Regions from separate parts of the Mus musculus genome. Here regions 2 and 3 are each linked to region 1. A link is a contact called in public HiChIP or PLAC-seq data. All regions are on one chromosome and are shown on one strand. Each heading gives the region's core, a stretch centred on a gene start, on an enhancer-like site or on the middle of the called end of the contact. The rest is flanking DNA. Distances are from core to core; before and after follow the strand shown. Region 1 overlaps Pcm1 (pericentriolar material 1). Region 2 has its middle 6.7 kb from the start of Asah1. Region 3 overlaps Asah1 (N-acylsphingosine amidohydrolase 1).

Region 1 (2,555 bases), core at 24-2,523:
CAAAAACAAAACAAAACAGCAGTAATTCCTGCAAAGTGGAAACAAAAAAAAACAAGATCCCTATCACCCTGAGGTTACAAAACAGTACTATATACAGGCCTGTCTGTTTTACCTCTCAAAGATACTCTGTCTGTACGGTATGATAGCCAGGAGTTGTTCCTGCAACCTCTTCTGTATAACCAGAGAAAAGCACAGAACAGAGTAAACCTGGCTTGCAGGTTGCTACACTAGTCAACAACCGAGATCTGATAATACAGTAATAGCAATTCATTTTGTAATAATGAGCCTTTCTTCTAAAGCAATTATTCTGTGACTATCACATACCAGAGTCATCCATCACAGCTATAGCTTGCTCTGCTTTATGCTGCAAAGCTAGAAGAGCAGCCTGTCGGCCCTGCAGAGCTCGCAGCTGCTCCTGCTGTTGTAACATTCTTTTTAATAAATCATGTTGTTTCTTCAAATTTTCTGTCTCTTCCATAGGCTCCTGCTGAGGATCTCTGGCCTGAAAAATAAGACCAACAATACTAATACCTGACAGTTGAAATCCATGGCCCTGTTTCATTTGCCAATGGCAAAGTACAGCAGATACTAGTTTCAATTAAATACACAAGTCTAGATACAGTTTTAATAGACTTAGAAAACTGGTATGTCCCATACTAAAAATTGAGTAATTTTACAGTGAAAAACTATGAGGAGTTAAAAGGAAGAGAATAAAACTCTTAGAAAGCAGAAGGTTTCAAAGTATAGGAAGGCAAATGGAGCTATACATACTGCAGACAAAATAATAGGGAATTACAAATTATACTGAGTTAATGTTCTCAAAGATTTTCTCTACAAACTATCAGGTAGCAAAACTTTCTACCCATTCCAGAAGATAACTTTCCACATACACAACAAAAGCAAAGTAAGTGAGGGCAGGAGAGAAGACAGAGACACAGAGAGTAAATATTCCAACTTCTAACCAAGGTCAAGAATTTTTAAATATATTTGATTATCTTATGTAAAAAGGCCTAAATGAAGCACATTAAATATATAACAAAGCAGAAAACTCTATTTTGTATCAAGTGGTTTTATTAGTTTTTAACTCTTAAATTACATCCATTTAGCTGAGTTTGGGGCATAAACTGAATCTGGAAGACTTCCCCAATACAATAAAAATTTATCATCCTCTCTATATGCAACATAAAAGATTTGAATAGGGACTACTTAGAAGAAACTACCAATGGGGGTGGAGATGACTCAGCAGTTACACACGCTTGTTACTCTTGCATAGGACCCAGCCCAGGTTCACTTCCCACCACTCCCAGAGGTTCACCACCACCTGTAACTCTAGTTCCTAGGCTCGAACACCCTCTTCTGATCTCTGTGGGCATCAGACATGCATAGGATACCCACTCATACATACAGGTAAAACACTTATACATGCAAAACAAAACAATATTTTAAAAGAAAAATTTAAAGAAGTAATGACCAAGTGGGCTGATGATATGGCTTAGTGGTAAAGTTCTTGCTTTAAGGCCACATGTGTTCAAAAAACAAACAAACAAAACAAAACACATACACAAAATTAAAATTTAAAACACAGCTGAACAAAACTAATCAAAAACAGAAATGTAAATACAGCCCCAAACAATAAATTTTAAGCCAAGTTATATATAAAATATATTGTAAAGATATTCTTCATAAATGATTTACCATCAAAATATTTTAAAGTTCTATTATTTTAATCCATTGACAAAAAAATATTCCCTTTAATGTATTGATTTGGTTTCAAATTTGCCACACTAACAAATTTTTGTTGGGAATATAAAATTTTAAATGATTTCTCCCCTAAAATTACTAAAGCAAGTAAAAAGTTAAATGATTTCTTTTGAAAGTACAAATGAATACACTGATCTACTCTCCCTGGGCAAATGAGATTTCTAGAGAAACCACAGGGAATACAGACAGCTCAACAAGTTTCCTTCTGGATGACATCCTTCACCAGCGTTACACAAAGCCTCTTCCATCTACCTCCTCCAAGTAGAACCATCAATATTGTAAATAAGACTGGGTAGCCATGACAACATCTTACATTGTGACTTAGAAATGGGGGAAAAGTGAAGAAAGTACAGTTAACTATTCAGAGGATTAACTATTAAGATGAGACTAGAAGTTTAGTGCAGGTTGATGACACCTCACACCTTTTATACACACATAGTTTACATTTCAGATTAGTAGTCACAATCAACTATGAAGAAAGCTGAGAAGCTAGCTGGCTGTAGTGGCACATGCCTTAAATCTCAGTACTTGAGAGGCAGAGGCAGCTATAACTCTGAATTCAAGGCCAGTGTGGTCTATATGAGTTCCACCCTAGCCATGAGTTGTACCCTAGCTACACAGTAAGACCCTGTCTTTAAAAGCAGGGGGATTGGGAGGAGGCAAATTGAACTGCTTGCCTTATAAGCATAAGAACTTGAGTTGGATCCTCAGAACCTATATTTTTTTTTTAGAAAAAGGCTAGAACTAGTGGTCCACACTTATAAACTTGCTCCTTCAAAGGTGGGGAGAAGCAG
Region 2 (2,555 bases), core at 42-2,541, 110 kb before region 1:
AAGGCTGAGATGGCTGGAGTCCCATGAAAGCAGGACAAACTGTAGGATGAGCGATCAGAGAAGTAGCAGCAGCTAGCCAAACCAGAAGTGGATTTATAGATCGTGGTAAGAGCACTGGCTTTTATTCTGAATAACAGGTAAGTAATGGATGGTTTAGAGCAGAGAAGAATGTAGTCCTTAGTATATGAATGATGGGTGATGGCAGGAATCATCCTTAGATAAGTGTAACCTAGACTGAGGCAATGGGAGTGTACAGGAATGTTAGATTCTGGATTGCCGCAGACTGGCCTCAGTCCGTCCCTCAATCTGTGGGACAATCAGGGTCCGGGTACAGGTGGGCAAGGAGTCGGCGAAAAGTGACAAGTAGACTCAAACACAAGGGAGTGTTGTATCTGAATGTAGTTTGTCAAAGTGAGCATCAGACTTATATATTACAGAAAACAAAAAAGTTAAGTGATATATTAAGGTCATCCAAAGTACACTGAAGTTATGACACAAAACAAGAAATGCATTCAAAAAGACTGGCAGAAACCAGGCAATGTGTACAATTGAGATAAGATCAGCCCTATCTGAAGTCAGCTATTCACAGGACCCAGGTGAAAGGTCTGATGCAATACTAGTCTATTGTTAAACCCACCACCAGGGGTCCCTTAGTTAATACCTACTCATGCCATACCTCTAGGCCTAGTGAAAAACATGCACCAGGGCAGTTCCTTACTACTAATCCTTTCATGAATAATACAATACTCCAGTTCCTCTTAAAACTACAACCTTTCTTCTTCCTCGGCCATTGTAAATTCCTGTGTATGGGAGGGACTCGGCTATTGTTCTAAGGGTTTACTATGTAGACTAGCCCAGAGATTTCTAGCTCTATTCAAGTAAATTTACAATGCCTGATTTCTTTCACTATCTCTCTTACAATACTAGAAGCAATTCTGAATGTTAGTGAATAGGTAACATTCTTACTGAATTCCAAGCCCAGGGTCAGCTCAAGGACTGCCTAGGACATTGGAACACTGGTGGAGGCTAATCTAACTTAGCTATATGTCAAAATCAATCCTTAAAGGCACTTATAATAAAACAGTATTGAAGGAAAGCACACAGATCCGCTCACTGACTAAAGCAGGACAGATTTGGAGCATTCGTTTTACAGGATGCCACGGTTCCAGGAGACTAAGTTTCCATGAACTTTTCACCTCGGGACTGCATCCAAGCTTTTGGGCCGGTCACAGTCACTGCTGGAGTGGGTGTGGCACTGGATATCATGCAGATCAATGGTAAATCCAGTAAGATTTGCTGGTGTAGTGAATGTGTAACAAGAAAGATAAAGTCAAAGATGACCAAAAGATGTCTGTCCTAAGCATAACAGGACAATTGAATTGTTCCTTACTAAGAAAACTGGAGAAGTGATAATTTGTCACATTGTAGTTCATTTGTGCTGCTGCTGCCACAACAGAACCACTTAGGACTGGTTAGTGAAGCTCAGCATTGTGGCCCAGATCTAAGGAGGAACTGCATCAACTACCACAAGTTTAAGGCAAGCCTGGTCTATACAACAAGTTCTGGGCCAGCCTCAGCTACATTCCAAGACCCTGTCTCAACCTCTCAACATACACACAGTTTTACATACATGTGTGTGTGTCTGTGTGCATACATATATGCATACATATGAATTTTATATATATGTTTATATAATTTTCTAGTAGTGAAAAGTCCACTAGTCGAGCTCCAGTCTCGGACAAAGCTTCTTTACTGGATCCTCACATAGCTAAAGGCAAAAGAGGCCAAAGGCTCTGTGAACAGCCTCTTTTGAAACTATCATCTAAATATATTACTTCCAAGCAGGACTGTGGTGGCCCGAGCTTTAATCCCAATGGTCTGCGAGGCAGAGGAAGGTGGGTCTCTGGAGGCCAGCCTGGTCTATACATCCAGTTCCAGGGACAGCCAGGCAACACAGAGAAATCCTGTCTAGAGAAAAAAAAAAAAAAGCCCCCAAATCAAAAAGGAATCTATCTCCAAATGCCAGTTCATATGTCCAATCTAATCAAAACAATGGAAAATATGTAAAATATTTGAGTGGGAGTTGAATGTGCATTATATTCTTTTTAGTTGTAAGCTTGAGGTTTGGCATTAGTGTGTTAACACTGTGTGTATATCTTTGATAGCACCTATAGATCTGCTCTGTACATATAGTCAATGATAACTCTATACCCCATATATTAGCGCCAGTCATTTGCTGTGACTGGTTTTAGTTGCCATTCCAAGGTGACCTTCCTACTTCTCACTTCCCTGAGAAACAAATACACACAGCTATTAGATAGAGCTAAAGAGCAACTGATTATAGTGAAACCGACCTGCGAGCTCAGAACTCATGGCGAAATGAGAGTTCATCTTATTTTCCTCTGGAGTGAATCTGTACATCCTGTGACTTGACAAACACAGCTACATCCTGGGCACACAGCCAATAAGAGGGTGTGATGAGTGCGGGGTGAAGCTGGAGCTGGGACAGCACCATTACCATCGGCAGTGTGGTGGCAAGGACTTATATAAGCTTC
Region 3 (2,555 bases), core at 21-2,520, 82 kb before region 1:
AATTACCAAATATAAATAACTCTAGAGAAAAATAGATTAATAGTTCATGATAATACTGAGATTCATCAAAACATAAATAAACTGAGAATAAGCTAGGCTGAGGTCAAAATGCAGGCTAAGCACAGAATGTTAGCATTTAACAAGACAGAAGCATGCCGCACACCTTCAGATTCAAAGGTGAATGGCGTTTTCCTTTAATGTCATGGTTGTTAACATCAGCAAAACCTTTCCCTGGTTTTTCTCCCCCACAGGAGAGATTATTTCATTCAACATTTTCTATGAATTGTTTACCATGTGTACATCAATCATAACTGAAGATGAGAAAGGTAATCTGCAGAGAACATCATACAATGTACTTTTTAGAATAAGTTAGAACATGTGCTAAGTAGGCTTGCTATTTCAATTGTGTGTCTGTTATATATCATTTAGTATATCCTGGTAAATTCTTATAAGTGCATTGAAAATTAGTCTTATTTTAAGATTACTATAATGCTTATTAAACTTTAAATGAGACGTGGAAAATGTGGAAGAAGTGTTCTAGACCAGAAGCATTCTTTGTAAAAGAGATCATGTTAAGTGTCTGAGTGTTTGCTTTAATGTGTTGACTGTGTACCATGCGCATGTCTGGCACTCCAGGAGGCTGCAGAGGGCATCTGATCCCTCCCAACTGCAGCTACAGACACTTACAAACTGCCAAGTGCCTGCTGGGAACTAAACCTGTGCTGTCACTAAGAGCAGCACGTGCCCTTAACCACCGAGGCATGCCTCCAGCCCCTCAGAAACTTTTGTGTTTTCTGCATATCTGCATAGTCCCTTTATCCCCACCTGTATAACTGAGTAGAAGGAAGTGTTCACCAGGGGCCTCTGCTACCCGCGCTGAGGCAGTGTCTTGGTCACTATTCAATCTGTGAAAAGACCATGGCCAAGATAGCTCTTATGAAATAAATATTTAATTGGGACTTGTTTCTGCTTTCAGAGGCTTAGTCCATTATCATCATCATGCTTAGCAGCAGGCAGGAAGCCATGGTGCTGGAGAAACAAACCCCTGAGAGCCTCACTGATCTCTAGGCCGAAGGGAGGGGGGAGAACAGGAACCTGGCCTTGGTGCGGGCTTTTTGAAAACTCAAAGCCCATCCCCAATGACACACTTCCGCCAACAAGGCCACACCTAATACTTCTCAAATAGTGCCACTCCCTGATGACTAAGCATCCAAATACTTGGGCCTGTGGAGGCCATTCTCATCCAAGCCACCTCAGGCAGTGACAGAGGTTTTTCTGGAGTCCCAGAACAAACACTCTCATAGTTTCTTAGTCAGCAAGCACTGTGTGTGAGAGCTTCACTTTCCTAGATTTTCCTGGCTGGACACCAAGACACATGACCCTGGCTATTGACTTACACCTAAGACTTGAGATGTCCATTTGTAGGTGGCAATCAAGGAACTGGGTAAGTCGTATTATGAGGTTATGTCCTGGCAGAATTGCTTTGCAGTTGTTCAAGGAATAACCATTGATTTGTTTCCATATCTGAGTCAGATTTTAGATACTGTGATATCTAACGTGTGCTTGTAACACCAGTTTGAACTTGTTAAGGCTTTTTCCTGGCAGCCAGGGTTCTTAATTATTATACATTGCTTGGTAAAACAGTTTTGAATGTGAATATTCACAGCTGCCTATGTCCATGTATTAAGAATCCATTGTATTTTAACTGTGGATTCATGTCTCTCTCACTTTCTTCTTAAAAGGTCATTTACTACATGGGAGAAACATGGATTTTGGAATATTTCTTGGGTAAGTAAGCAACTTGACCTACTTTTACTACCTTAGAAGAGTAGATGATAGAATTACCTTGATGAAAAGTAAACGCCCCTCATGCGCAGAGGAGAGCCGTGGGTGAGGATGACGGGATTCCTTAGTGTTAGAAAGGCAGGCACCTGGGGCGTCTCAGTCACTTAGGAGGCGTATCGCAAGAGTTGCACGCAGTGGACAGGAATTTGGACCATGCTTGAGGGCGCAGATCCTTATTTTCATTTATTGCTGAAGTCTGCCATCTCGGCCTTTATGAAAACATGATGGCTTTCTAATAGAGATCGTCATCTGAATCTAGGTCTCGCTGTTGATGTGACCAGAATTAGTCAGCTTTTCTGAGCATCAAGTTTTAGCCCCTGGAAAAAGGATGAAGCCACCCTGTTTTTGGATGAAGAAATGTTTATTCTGGCTTACAGTTCATAGGTTTCAGTCCATGGTCAGCTGGCTCTTCTGTTTCTAAGGCTAATAAGGCCTCAGAGCATCGTGTTGGTTGGAGCAGGTATCAGAGGAGGCTGTTTACCTCGTCGAGAGAGGAGTGCAGTAAAGACAGTGTAGCCTCCGAGGGTATACATCCGAGGGTATCCATCCAGGACCCTGCTTCCTTCATACGGGACCCAGCTCCTAAGTTGGCATTATCTCCCAATAATCTCTCAGCTTATTAACCCATCAGTAGATTAATCTAATCACTCCCTAAAGCCTTACCTCTGAACATCAGTTCACTGAGGACTGGGCCTGTAACATTTCAAATC

The links. HiChIP or PLAC-seq counts read pairs in DNA pulled down with a chosen protein or histone mark.
Region 2: an H3K27ac HiChIP or PLAC-seq map of embryonic stem cells shows a contact between it and region 1, with 8 read pairs. The contact joins two enhancer-like sites. A contact is called at or near these places in 6 of 39 promoter capture datasets (the C10 cell line, the HPC-7 cell line, liver and 2 more), 4 of 484 Hi-C or Micro-C datasets (CD4 T cells, cortical neurons, pre-pro-B cells and 1 more), 5 of 115 datasets of contacts at active chromatin or transcription factors (bone marrow-derived macrophages, embryonic stem cells and epiblast stem cells) and 2 of 9 other capture datasets (adipose tissue and liver).
Region 3: an H3K27ac HiChIP or PLAC-seq map of embryonic stem cells shows a contact between it and region 1, with 8 read pairs. The contact joins two enhancer-like sites. A contact is called at or near these places in 1 of 39 promoter capture datasets (the C10 cell line), 1 of 15 datasets of contacts at CTCF or cohesin (the NIH/3T3 cell line), 27 of 484 Hi-C or Micro-C datasets (B cells, CD8 T cells, the CH12 cell line and 24 more), 9 of 115 datasets of contacts at active chromatin or transcription factors (astrocytes, bone marrow-derived dendritic cells, cardiomyocytes and 3 more) and 3 of 9 other capture datasets (adipose tissue, embryonic stem cells and liver).

The regions. Positions count from the first base shown.
Region 1 is chr8:41,265,134-41,267,688 of GRCm38.p6, reverse strand. It overlaps Pcm1 (pericentriolar material 1), which reads right to left. Exons shown (of 38, transcript NM_023662.3): 6 at 325-502. Among named protein-coding and RNA genes, the nearest start is that of Pcm1, 27 kb to the right of the region's middle. Within about 2 kb of position 1,273, at least 10 of the 459 cell types and tissues checked have an H3K27ac peak or open chromatin away from gene starts, as enhancers often do. A contact at or near this core is called in embryonic stem cells, where this site is marked.
Region 2 is chr8:41,380,092-41,382,646 of GRCm38.p6, reverse strand. It overlaps a transcript of Asah1 not described here. Among named protein-coding and RNA genes, the nearest start is that of Asah1, 6.7 kb to the right of the region's middle. Within about 2 kb of position 1,291, at least 22 of the 459 cell types and tissues checked have an H3K27ac peak or open chromatin away from gene starts, as enhancers often do. A contact at or near this core is called in embryonic stem cells, where this site is marked.
Region 3 is chr8:41,347,321-41,349,875 of GRCm38.p6, reverse strand. Asah1 (N-acylsphingosine amidohydrolase 1) reads left to right here. Exons shown (of 14, transcript NM_019734.3): 6 at 252-326; 7 at 1,743-1,788. Among named protein-coding and RNA genes, the nearest start is that of Asah1, 26 kb to the left of the region's middle. Within about 2 kb of position 1,270, at least 56 of the 459 cell types and tissues checked have an H3K27ac peak or open chromatin away from gene starts, as enhancers often do. A contact at or near this core is called in embryonic stem cells, where this site is marked.